Regions from separate parts of the Sus scrofa genome. Here region 1 is linked to region 2. The links are chromatin contacts, called in public HiChIP or PLAC-seq maps. All regions are on one chromosome and are shown on one strand. The core of a region is the stretch at or near the end of the contact, and the rest is flanking DNA. Distances in the headings are between cores, read along the strand shown.

Region 1 (6,620 bases), core at 1,182-3,681, 91 kb before region 2:
GAGTAAAAGTCAATTACATGGCCACAACTAACTAAAAGGAAATGGGGATCTTTAGTCCAGGAAGAATAACTAAGTTTCATGAATGACTAGTTAATTCTCTAATATAAGATTCTAAAAGAAAAAAAAAGAGCTAGATAAAAATAAGAATCACTCTAGGGGCTTTGTCCATTCTAATATGTTCAGCCTTATTCTACTAGTCCCAGCAACATAATCATTTCCCTATTATAAAAAAGAGTGAGAATTCATTTTCTTCTAAATAACGGGATTACTTTAAAAGATATTTTTGCTAGTGGGATAGGTACAGAAGTTAAGAATGCAGAGGGTTAGTAAGTGAAATCCAGACAACAAAGAGACATGAAATGTAGAATACTCTTTAAAGCTTGGTTTAAAGAATACTCTTTAAAGCTTGGTGTGACGAAAAGAAGTAAGAGTGGAACCGCAAAAGTAGAGGATTGAAGAAAAGATAATAAAAGAGAAAGTGGGGGTTGGAACTAGAGTACAGATGGATAAGTCATCTTGTATAAGAGCAAAGAATGTCAAGTTCCTCTGACACTGAAGGAAAGGAAAGATGCAGAAGTACTGAAGTTTCCAGCATTTGGAAAATTGAAGGACTCTGTGACTAATAGCATCAGTCTTCTTGTGACGTTTGAAGCAAAGTCATATAATGAAACATGGCTGGGATTTAAAGAATCCAAATGTATTCTGGTGGGAAAGGAGAAAACGGTGCTGAAGAATATTTAAGAGGGAGGAGTCCAGCTGAGATTACAGACCTAAACTTGTGGTGGTTAAGCTACACAGTGTAGTCTACTGTTCTGCACAGGAACTTAGCTACCATTTCTTAGGAGAGAAACAGGGAGATGGTTAGCACTTTGGGCATATATTTACTATAGCACTCACACTTTACACTATTAAGCCCCTGTAAGTAGACTTAGACTTTATTAACTATGCACACAGTAGGCACATGAATTTTCACTTGAATGAATTGATTCAATCATTGCCAATAGTACTCTGTAGAGTACTGGCAACTGCCCACATTTCATATGGTATGCCAGTGCTAAAAAGAAAAAAAAGCTAAAAAAAATTCAGGCACATTCAGCTAAACTTAGCAGTCTTAAAATGGCAACTATGTCAGCTGAGACATACTTTTTATCTTGCGCCAGTACATCTGCCTTTGATGTTTCCTTCATTTTCCTTATGCCACTGTGTTCATATTGAACCAGAAAGGGCTAATTCTGAGTTCAATAAGCTACGCTATTATTTCAAAAGTCCTGAAAGTTCTTCAGACACCTACAAATGAACCCACAACCCTTATCACGATATTCCTTCCAAGAGATTCACAGACAAGGATGATTACTTATGATGCTCACTGCAGAGATAAAAGCCAAGTCGGTGAGAGGTGGAAGGACTAAATCGGGGTCATTCACTGACTCGTCTGCAAAGTATGGCACAGATCCTGCTTCCTTCTCCTGTCTTCTCCCCTTTAGCAACTTGGAGTTGTAGTGATCTCAGACATCACCTATTTGAACTCCTTTATGTCACACAAGTGTAAACCTCAGATTGAGGGAATCTATAACCAGAGACTTAAACTTAGGCAGAGGGACCTCTTTCCTTTACACGACGCCATCGCTCTAGATCCAAAGCCCTAACTCACCATTTGGAGGTGGAAAAAATGGCCAGGAACGAAACTACGTACAACCGTCCAGAACCAGGCCCCACCTCCCGGATCTGGCGGTCGGGGCCTCCAGCTAACAAAGCCTCGGGCCCGCACTTCTGTGCCGGGTTCCCCCCCGACCCGGCCGCTCCCTCCAGCCCGCCCGCCCGCCACAGGCACCGCAGCACTGCCCGCCCGCAGAGGCCCGGGACCCGGCCCTCGAAATCTCACTTTCGTCTTTCGGCCACCCGCGCGCCACCGCTCAGGCGACGGCTGATGGCGTCACCTGTACTTCCGCCTGCGGCTGCGTTCTAGTCACCAGCGAGGAAGGAAGAAGGGAGGTCTGAAGGGCTGTGTGTGGGGGAAATTGCGAGGAAAGAGAAGAAATCCGGGTGCTCGCGGGCGCTACGGCAGTGGCTGCGGCCTTCTCTGCCCCGCCGTCCCCCCATCGGAAGCCGCCCTAGGCACACTCGCCCCGACTCCGGGTGGTCTCCCCTGCGCTGGATCGCCCGATACCCTGGTCTCCCTCTTCGCCTCTTCACCCCCCCCCCTTGCTCCTCACGCTCCCTCCCTCCCATCGTCAGGCTCCCCGCCCTTAGTATCGCGAGACGAGGTGAGAGCTGGCGGAGCGGCGGCGGCGGCGGCGGCAGTAGAGGTGACCGAGGCGGTGGCGGCGGAGGCGGCCCCGAGCGCTGTGTTGGCCCTGGTGCGGCCGAAGTCGCGGTAGAGCGTAGCCCCCACGCCCCTCCCCCGTCCGCGCCCTCCCTCTTTCCCAGGAGATGGAGAAGGCGACGGTTCCGGTGGCGGCGGCGGCGACGGCGGCTGAGGGAGAAGGGAGCCCCCCGGCGGTGGCGGCAGTGGCGGGCCCCCCCGCGGCGGCGGCGGCGGCGGAGGTCGGCAGCGGCGGCGGCGGCGGCGGCGGCGGCGGCGGCGGCGGCAGCAGCGGGGCTCGCTCGGCCTCGTCTCCTCGTGGGATGGTGCGAGTCTGCGACCTGCTCCTGAAGAAGAAGCCGCCGCCGCAGCAGCAGCACCACAAGGCCAAGCGTAACCGGACTTGCCGACCCCCCAGCAGTAGCGAGAGCAGCAGCGACAGCGACAACAGCGGCGGCGGTGGAGGCGGCGGCGGCGGAGGAGGTGGCGGCGGCGGCACCAGCAGCAACAACAGCGAGGAAGAAGAGGACGACGACGACGAGGAAGAGGAGGTTTCTGAGGCAAGGGCCTGGTTTCAAAGGCAGAAGGGAGGAAGGGAGTGTAAAGGGTCGGGGCCAAAGGTGGGAGGGGACTTGCGGTGGGACAGATTCCTGTGGGCTTGATCTGTCTCCGGGGCCAGGCTTTCCCCTGCCCTCTTTCTTTCCCCGGCCGAAATCGTGAGGTGTGGGCATGTGGGGGAGGGTAGCTGACACGTGGGGGTGGGAGGACCACAGCGGCCCCGGAGTGGATGAACAGCACATTACCCTGGGATGGTTCACACGGTTAAGGATGGAGGGAATTGGTTAGATTCCTTATTTGCACACCCGGCGGGGTCGGTCTCAGGCCAGTAGGGCCAAGTTACTCCAGGGGCGGGGGCGGGACTGGGACCCAAGCGGGGAGGGCTAAGTTAATAGGCAGAGGAGTCTTTGGGGGACCGACTAGGATGCCGGCAAATTTCTCCCACTTGGGAGGCGGAGAGGAGCAGTTTCGGGAGAGGCAAGGTTGTAATGGACTCAGAGCTAAGTATTTGTGTCTGTGAGAGACACGTGAGGAGGAGCTGTACTTTTCCATACTGTTCTGCTGCAGGTTTTTTGTTTTGTTTTTTTCCCCGAACTATTGTAAGTGCTGAGCTAACCTTCACTTCCTTGATCTCAAGGATTTTAGATGAACTGATCTTAACATTCATATACATTTATGTGTAACTCAGTGGATGAAAAATATATTTGATCCTTACATGTACATACTCATACATTTGCAAATATTTCCTTCCTGTTGCTTCCCACATAATATGGGGCAGCTAAAGAGTCTGCTTTGGAGCCAGGCATGGTTGTGGTGAATTGGAATAGGAAGGCCTCTTGGTTTGTCCTAGTGATCTGGTTTCATAATAACTGTTTATAATTTTTCCTGGGTCCACAGACAGGCGGCGTTGCAGGACCTATTCTTCAAAGAAGGCCTTTTAACCAAAAACTCACTAAAACATACCATAGTGAGAACAGACTAAGAGTTATCAGCTCTTTTGTAACTCTTGTCCACTCCCTGAAATGGAAGCTAGAGAATCTTGGTCTGAAGAAAGAAGTTGTAACTTCAGGCAGCAGAAGAAAAACACCTTTAGAAGCTGATTATAAATTTAGTTGTAAGAGGGAATAACTGAATTATCTAGAAGGGCCGCCTGCTATTTTTTCTTGTCCACAAACACAGCCTATTTTGGTACAAGGCTGTTTTTTTTTTTTTTTTTTTTTTTTTTTTTTCCCGAAAATTGCATTATTGGATCTTGGGTTCTGTTCAAATAGGAAAATACCTTTTAAAGAGTTTGAGACTTGTCTATTATTTAAAGACCAGATTCTCTTTTACCTCAGACTGGGTGAAGTTATATCAGTAGAGATGTAATAGTTCAAGTATGTATACCAAAAAGATGGCCACTCCCTGCTAACTGAATTCTGAGGCTACCTTTGTATTGATAGACTTTGTATTGACCTAGGATAGTGTGTCGCTTCTGCTACACTTTAAACAGTAAAGAGAGGGATGTGACAGGATCCTTATTTCTTAGTAAAATCTATTATGGTAGTTAGAATCTTCCAATTGTATTATTTTTTTGGAGATGAGAAACGTTTTGGAGGTAATCTCATTCAACCTTTTTATGTTAGAAATGAGGAAACAGGGTTTTTTTTTTTTGTTTTAGAGGAAACTGGTGGGTAGCAGTAAAAGTAGAAATCAAAGTTTTCTAATGATTCAAACCAGTATATGTTTTATGACTATTTCTTGTGCTCCTCTCTTTTCCTCTTTCAAAAAATAGGCAGTGAATTGCAAGGTAACACAATAATGCAGCTGTGGCAACATACCAATATTTTATTAAGATTTTAAATTCTCTTGACAAAATATCAAGCTCTGGTTTGGAACTCTTAGCAGGTTGAATGCAGTGCAGTACTAATTGAAATATTATGCTGTAAACTTCACATACCTAGATAGTTATCTCCATTGGAATTTGGACTAATAAGCAAAACTTCTAATAATTCCTTAAATCATTTAGAATAGGCTTAAACTTGTAGGTGTGTTAGTGAGTCAGGTTTGTTTTCCTTGGGAGATAGGAATGATATATGGTAACTGATCAACTAGGATGATGTTTTCTTTGTTTTTAATATGCTTTATTCTGCCTTCTGCACAGTGGTTTAAACAATGGCTTTGCCATTTGTTATGGAGATGAGTCAGGAGAAATAAATGTAAGAAAGTACAACCATTAAAAATAAATCTATACTGGTACATGATTAAGACTAAGCAGACAGGAGTACAATATGTCTATGCACCTGCCTCCATCTTGACCAAAACAGAGAAATAAATAAACCTTGAGATTATCATTCCAATAAACATCATCAAAAGGTTACAAAAGAACAAGAAAGGTTATAGTTTTTGGGTATTTAACCTGAGAAGGTTGAGGATAATTAAAAATATATGTTTGCTGTGATGAAATGTTAGTTGGATGTTTTGTATATCTGCTGAAAGAGGGACCGTTGGAAGGAAAAGAGATTTATATAAGAGTTTTATTTGAGTGTTCAAGATGAAGAATTTAATTTTTACTAAGTGTTAGTGTACGTTATTGAGAATTGGATTTTCTCTTTAGTATTTCAGAATAGGATAATTGTGTTTTAGACAATTTGTATAACTTCAGATATACCTGTAAGTAAAAGTATAAGACCAAGAGCTCTCCTCTTCCTTCTCCCACCTTCTGGATTTGATGTAAAAGCCTTAGGTCAAAAGTTGAAAATTGCATAACTTTCTGGGCTTTCAGTGGGTGACTGACTAATACGGAAAATAGAAATGTATTTCCTAACATAAAAGTTCTGATGCACTTCTTTTCTGATTAGTGAACTAAATTAATTAGTTTACTCGAATATTATAAGAAAAAAATGTTGAAATTGCTAGAGTTGATATTCCATTTCAGAAATAACATTGCATTCTATTGAATCTATTTTTAAATGTATTTGAATGGCATCAGTGCTTGCTAATGTAGAATTCAGAGGTTGAGGGGAGCTGCTGTTAAAGGTAGAACTCATGTTCAAAAGTAACATTTTTGTTAAAGATGCATAAAATGTTAGTGCAGTAGGGGTTCATCAGAATTCATCTTATTTGGTAGGTATCTTGAGGTTTTAAATTTAAGAGACAGAAATTTTAGACATGGGGAACCAGTAAATAAATTAGTACTTACTTATTCACTCACTTTTGAAAGGATTTGCAAGGCTAGGATTTTCATGTATAAAAGCAAACATGAAAGAGGTAGGGTTGAGAAAGAACAGTTCAGAAGTAGATTGTGGCGATAGTTCGCTTCCAAATCTTTTTTTGTTAGTTTTTTAATAGAAAAATACTAAGTTCCTCTGTTATAGTGGTAGAATCCCACATTAGCCCAGAGTAGCTTATTTGTTCCCCAGTTGCTCTTCTTAATTGATCAAGTAATAATATTTGTAAACAAGATGTTAAGATCTTTGAAGCAATTGTTTTGTCTTAATTATCTTCTTTCCTATTCTGCTTAAGCACAGTATTTGATAAAACCTTTTGCAGTGAACACCTGGTAACTAGGGAGGATCTAGAATTCACTCAGGAAACCAAAAGAAGGAACATAGTTTCTTCCCTTCTTGGATCTGAGGTGCTGCAGAATAGCTGAAATTTGGATTTCAATATGTTGCGATTATTTAATTACTTCTCTTAGTGATGGTAATCTCTCATAGGTATTGGGAGAAAGCAATTTAAGCCAATAGACATTGATTGTTGAATTTCTGATAAGTACCTT
Region 2 (6,008 bases), core at 1,929-4,428:
GCCTTTGCAGATCCTGAAGTGCTTCGGAGGTTGACATCGTCTGTTAGTTGTGCGTTGGATGAAGCTGCTGCTGCACTTACCCGTATGAGAGCTGAAAGCACAGCAAATGCAGGGCAGTCGGACAAGTAAGTATATTTTCACTGTGATCAATATAAAATCACTTTCTTAAAAATAATAGAAATAGCTGACATTTACTTAGCATGTTTTTATGCCTGGCACTGTGCAAAAACCATTTTATATGTGATATCTTGTTTGTACCCACAAAAAGCCTTAGGCATGGATTTCGTTTTCATTCCCATTTTACTCATGAAAAGCTGAAAAGAAGTAACTTAATCATGATCAAATAGGTGACAAATAGCAGAGCTGGGACACCAGTGTCTATCTGACTACAAGGATGACTTCTTACGATATTATAAAAGATCTTTTGCTATAATGTTTCGGTGACAAAAAAGGAAGTGATTTCTAATGCCGTTTTCTACTTCATATGCATAGTTTGACCATTATATTTTATTTTATTTTATTTTATTTTATTTTTTTGTCTTTTGTCTTTTGTTGTTGTTGTTGTTGCTATTTCTTGGGCCGCTCCCGTGGCATATGGAGGTTCCCAGGCTAGGGGTCGAATCGGAGCTGGAGCCACCAGCCTACACCAGAGCCACAGCAACGCGGGATCCGAGCCGCGTCTGCAACCTACACCACAGCTCATGGCAACGCCGGATCGTTAACCCACTGAGCAAGGGCAGGGACCGAACCTGCAACCTCATGGTTCCTAGTCGGATTCGTTAACCACTGCGCCACGACGGGAACTCCAGTTTGACCATTTTAAAAGGCAAGGTTTTTATTTGTTTTATGAATGTTCAAAAAATATCATAAATCTAGTTTCCATAAGTTGAATGTGAGTTCCAGGGACTTTCTTGTTTTGTGTCCTACAATCCCTATTATGTAGTACTTCACAGTTAGTAAGGACTCAGTAAATATTTTGTGACTTGACCTTTTAAGTTTTTCTGATGATGTTATGTATTAAAGGTCATACCATTTCATATATAAAACAATATGGATAGTATAGTGAAAAATATAATGCCAAGGATGCAGCTGGCAGAAAATCATTAATAGTCCTTATTGTCTTCACTCCTCAGAGGCTTCTTTTTTTCCCCTCTAACTAAAAAGAAACCATTTTATTTATAGTTGACCCTTTACCTATAGGTCTGAACTGCACAGATCCTTATACACAGATTTCAGTTTGTGGTTGGTTGAATCCATGGTTGCATGAATGTGGATATAGAGGCACCATGATATGGAGGAACTGCATTTATGCAGGTCTAAGTTATTTGCAGATTTTCAGCTGAGTGGAGTATGGGCACCCCTAACCTCCATGTTGCTCCTGGTCAACTGTGTTTTAGCAGATGCGTTTAAATAGTTGAGAGAATGAGAGTATTCTTTGGTATATGAGTTTAGAGATGAAATATAGCACTTAAGAATCATCTTTTGGAGTTCCTCTTGTGGCGCAGCAGAAACAAATCTAACTGGGAACCATGAGGTTGCAGGTTCAATCCCTGGCCTCGCTCAGTGGGTTAAAGATCTGGCATTACTATGGCAGTGGTGTAGGCCAGCAGCAACAGCTCCAATTAGACCCCTAGCCTGGGAACCTCCACATGCCTCAGGTGAGGCCCTAAAAAGACAAAAAAAAAAAAAAAAAAAAAAAGAATCATCTTTTATATAATAGTGTTTTTATGCAGCATCATTTAAGACCGTGAAAGAGAGGTTAATATAGCATTAACAAAAGTGTGAAGTTGATGTTATTCTTGGCTCTGTGTTCGTTGTCGTTCATCTGACATCATTCATTATAGTTATCTTTAGGTTCTATTCCTTAGTTAACTTTCAGTTTTACAGGCCTACAATATTATTGATACTCTTCAGATATTTTTCATGTGGTGTCTTATGAGACTGGCAGAAGAGTATGTTAAAGCTACTTCAAGCAGGAAATAGAATAGAAAAAAAATAAAGAGTTACAGGTTCTTTGGCACTGAAAATACTGTAAGTGATCAGCAAAACAGTAGAGCATGCTTGTGACAGTCATATTTGTTCAGCAAATGTTGAGAAATAATTGAGTACATTGAGTACTATGTGCTAGACTTTACAGTAGTTAAGTGTTGTGGCGTGTGCCAGTTTTAACTTTGCTCACAAGTTCTGAAGTTCATCTGTTGGCTAGAATAGTTCCGAAAGGTTATTTTAAAGCTTACACGGAGGAAATTGAATGAGATTTCAAATGGGGAAATAGAGGGTATGTGCCTGAGAAAGAGAGAGAGGATGAGAGACCACCTGAAAGGAAAAAAAAAAAAAAATGTTCTTATATAGGAAATGTCTTGTGGAAAGGATTTGTCCTAGACTGAGAACACTGGATCTAGCAACTGTCAGTGCTATAAAATGGGAAATTGAGACAGTTTTATTAAGTGCTGTTCAAAGCTTTCATTTTGGCAAGGGGAGAGTACATTTAACAAGTAGGTGAACTATATAGTATGGCATAAAATGAATGATAAGGTTATGGGCAGAGAAATTGGGGAAGTGCTAAGGCAGTGTTTAAGGTGAAGATCACATTGTGGGGTTTTTTTTGGGGGGGGGTTTGTTTGTTTGTTTTGTTTTGTTTTGTCTTTTTGCCATTTCTTGAGCCGCTCCTGTGGCATATGGAGGTTCCCAGGCTAGGGGTCTAATCGAGCTATAGCTGCCAGCCTACGCCAGAGCCACAGCAACGCGGGATCCGAGCCGCATCTGCGACCTATACCACAGCTCACAGCAATGCTGGATCGCTAACCCACTGAGCAAGGGGCAGGGATGGAACCCACAACCTCATGGTTCCTAGTCGGATTCGTTAACCACTGTGCCACGACGGGAACTCCACACATTGTGTTTTTAATAGGGTAATCAGAGATCCTCACCTAAGAGGTGGACTTTTTAGCAAAGACCTGAAATAAATAAGGTAGTGATCTGTGCCTACAAGAGAAACTGTCTTGTCAGAGGGACAGCAGATACATAAATCTTGGAGTTGCAGCTTAATTAGTATTTTTAATGAAAAGAAAGCCATTTTGGCTAAAGTGGAAAGAGGAAGAGTGAGAATAGTAGGTGATGAAACCAGAGAAGTAAAAGGAGAAGTATGAGATCTTACCACTGGACAGATCCTATAAAAATTTTGACCTTTACCGTGATAAGATTAGAGGCCGTTGGATGACGTGATGTGCTTTCTTATAAGCAAGATCTCTGGGTTCTTGGTTGAAAAGAGCTTGAAAGAAGAGTTCCCTGGTGGCTCAGCAGGTTAAGTTTCTGGTGTTGTCACTGCTATGGCTCTGGTCACTGCTGTGGCACAGATTTGATCCCTGTCCCTGAACTTCCAGATGCCATGGGCATGGCCAGAGATAGAGAGAGGTAGCCTGAAGGAAAGCTAGCAAGGGAGACTGCCTAGGAGACTTTGCCATAATCTGAACTAAAGATGAAGTTCTCAAATCTGGGTGGTAAAGAATAGGGGTGTAGAGGAATTCCCATTGTAGTGCAGCAGAAACAGATCCGACTAGGAACCATGAGGTTGAGGATTCGATCCCTGGCCTCGCTCAGTGAGTTAAGGATCCAGCATTGCTGTGAGCTGTGGTGTAGGTTGCAGACGCGGCTCGGATCCTGCTTTGCTATGGCTGTGGTATAGGCAGGCCCAGGCCGGCAGCTGTAGCTCCTATTTGACCCCTAGCCTCGGAACCTCCATATGCTGTGGGTGTGGCCCTAAAAAAGAATAGGGGTGTAGAATAGAGGTTATACATGGATACCTTCAGTACCTGAAGTGACAGAGCCATGATTCAAGAAGATGTATATTGAGATATATTTGAATAAAGAGAATATTTTTTTTCCAGTTGCTCTCTTTTATTTTGAATAAAGAGAATATTAAAAGACCTGAATAACATTTTTCTAAGAATGAATTTTATCCAAAAGTGAAAGAACCTTTAGAAATGTCCATATTTGGAATTCCTTTGGGAGATTTACTCTCAGTCTAATTTTTGTGTTCCACCACTTTTTCCACTGTCCTTCTGTTTGAATTAAGCCTCTGCCTGACCTGGATATTTTTCATACTTCCCCAAAAAACTGATGGAATAAGTAAATACTTCAAAAAAGAATCTTCTTGGAGTTCCTATTGTGGCTCAGTGGTAACGAACCTGATTGGTATCCATGAGGACACGGGTTCGATCCCTGGCCCTGCTCAGTGGGGTAAGGGTCTGGCATTCCTGTGGGCCTTGGCTTAGGTCACAGATGCAGCTCAGATCTGGCATTGCTTTGGCTGTAGCATAGGCTGGCAGCTGAAGCTCTGATTGGACCCCTAACCTGGGAACCTCCGTATGCTGTAGGTGTGGCCCTTTAAAAAAAAAAAAAAAAGAATCTTATCAGTTATTCATAGATAAGTAAAAATTACATGCTCACAGCTTTCCTAATTTCCCTTTACTTGATTGAAGGACCCAGAGAGTTCTTTATAATTAGTACAAGTTTTAAGTATTTTATTAAATTTCATAAACTTTTTCTAGGGACTGAACAGAAGTATAGTTGTAAACTTGTATTTTCTATACAGTTTTATATTTTAAAATTTTGGGTTTTTTTCCCTACTTATAGTAAATTGGACTTTATCTTTCAGTTGCGTGACTGAAAACATTTTGTAATGTTGATCATTTTAATTCAGTGACTTTTATATGTAGATTTTAAAAACTCAGTGAATCGAATCATTTTATTTTCTCATATTTATTATGAATCTTTGAAATAATCATTCTTGTTTAGCACTGCTGTCCAGATTAACCTCAGAATTCAATACTTATGGTGGGTGATTTTTTTTATATTCTTATATCCTGATATTTCAATATTCTTTCTCAAATAGCCGCAGTTTGGCAGAAGCCTGTTCAGAAGGAGATGTGAATGCTGTGCGCAAGTTACTCATTGAAGGGCGAAGTGTAAATGAACACACGGAGGAAGGGGAGAGTCTCCTTTGTTTAGCTTGCTCCGCTGGATATTATGAGCTTGCACAGGTTTGTGTTATCAAAAGCAGTCTCATGATTTTTTTTGTTTTTTGTCTTAATCTGGCCTGTGTAGTAATGAAATAATAAAATAAAATCGACCATCAGGCTCGTTTTAAGAAATAGTGTTGGTAATGCATTGTGTGTTTATTTGCTTTTACTATAGTATGACTAGGTAGGTGTTAATATAAATATATGTTCAAAAAATTTTGATGAAAATACCATTTTTTAATATCTTAAACTTTTTCTTTCATAAGGTTTTGTTGGCAATGCATGCAAATGTGGAAGATAGGGGAATCAAAGGTGACATCACACCTTTAATGGCTGCTGCTAATGGAGGACATGTCAAAATTGTGAAGTTGCTGCTAGCTCATAAAGCTGATGTTAATGCACAGTCTTCAACAGGTTATGCCTATTTCTTTTTCAGTTTTTAAATATTAACACCCTTTGACAGTAATTAGTTCACATGGACGTGATCATTAGTGGTGGTTTTGCAATTACTGATGCTGCACATTTGTGTGTCTGTGCATTAGCTTAAAGTTCATTGAATATATTTTGAGTGAAATTTCTTCTGTTTGTGTCTGAGGGTTATTACTTGGCCTTGGTTCTTTTATATTAAACACTGACACAGTTCAAAGGACTATCTTCTTGCAAGTGAAGAGGTGTAGACCTTTATTTATGGGGAACAAGAGAAGGGAAGATAGGGAGAATCATAAGAAGGATATGCAACAACAGGCAGGACTGTCATTACCTAGTGCTATTAAATTGTGACCTGTAGAAAAAGAAAGTCTCATGAAAACATTGTGTCCTGCAAGGGACATAATGCTAACATCTAAACCATTTTTTTTTTTCTTTCAAAGTTGGGTATAGATGGATTTGTGTAAAAACTCTAAACTGTCTGAAAATACATATTGTGTATTTCCTTCCTGTCTATATTCTCATATTTATTAAATATTTTAAATAATTTTAAAGGTCTGC

The links. HiChIP or PLAC-seq counts read pairs in DNA pulled down with a chosen protein or histone mark.
Region 1: a contact with region 2 is called in an H3K27ac HiChIP or PLAC-seq map of alveolar macrophages. The contact joins the promoter of ANKRD17 here to the enhancer-like site in region 2. A contact is called at or near these places in 1 of 5 promoter capture datasets (liver), 11 of 47 Hi-C or Micro-C datasets (embryonic fibroblasts, heart right ventricle, liver and 3 more) and 1 of 2 datasets of contacts at active chromatin or transcription factors (alveolar macrophages).

The regions. Positions count from the first base shown.
Region 1 is chr8:69,527,097-69,533,716 of Sscrofa11.1, reverse strand. ANKRD17 (ankyrin repeat domain 17) reads left to right here and starts at 2,431. Exons shown (of 35, transcript NM_001201383.2): 1 at 2,431-2,550; 2 at 2,552-2,568; 3 at 2,571-2,862. The coding sequence starts at 2,431. LOC110261978 (a long non-coding RNA gene) reads right to left here and starts at 2,182. Exons shown (of 3, transcript XR_002346393.1): 1 at 1,883-2,182.
Region 2 is chr8:69,437,746-69,443,753 of Sscrofa11.1, reverse strand. It overlaps ANKRD17 (ankyrin repeat domain 17), which reads left to right. Exons shown (of 35, transcript NM_001201383.2): 5 at 1-125; 6 at 4,895-5,042; 7 at 5,288-5,435. Among named protein-coding and RNA genes, the nearest start is that of ANKRD17, 91 kb to the left of the region's middle. Within about 2 kb of position 3,178, at least 3 of the 83 cell types and tissues checked have an H3K27ac peak or open chromatin away from gene starts, as enhancers often do. A contact at or near this core is called in alveolar macrophages and liver, where this site is marked.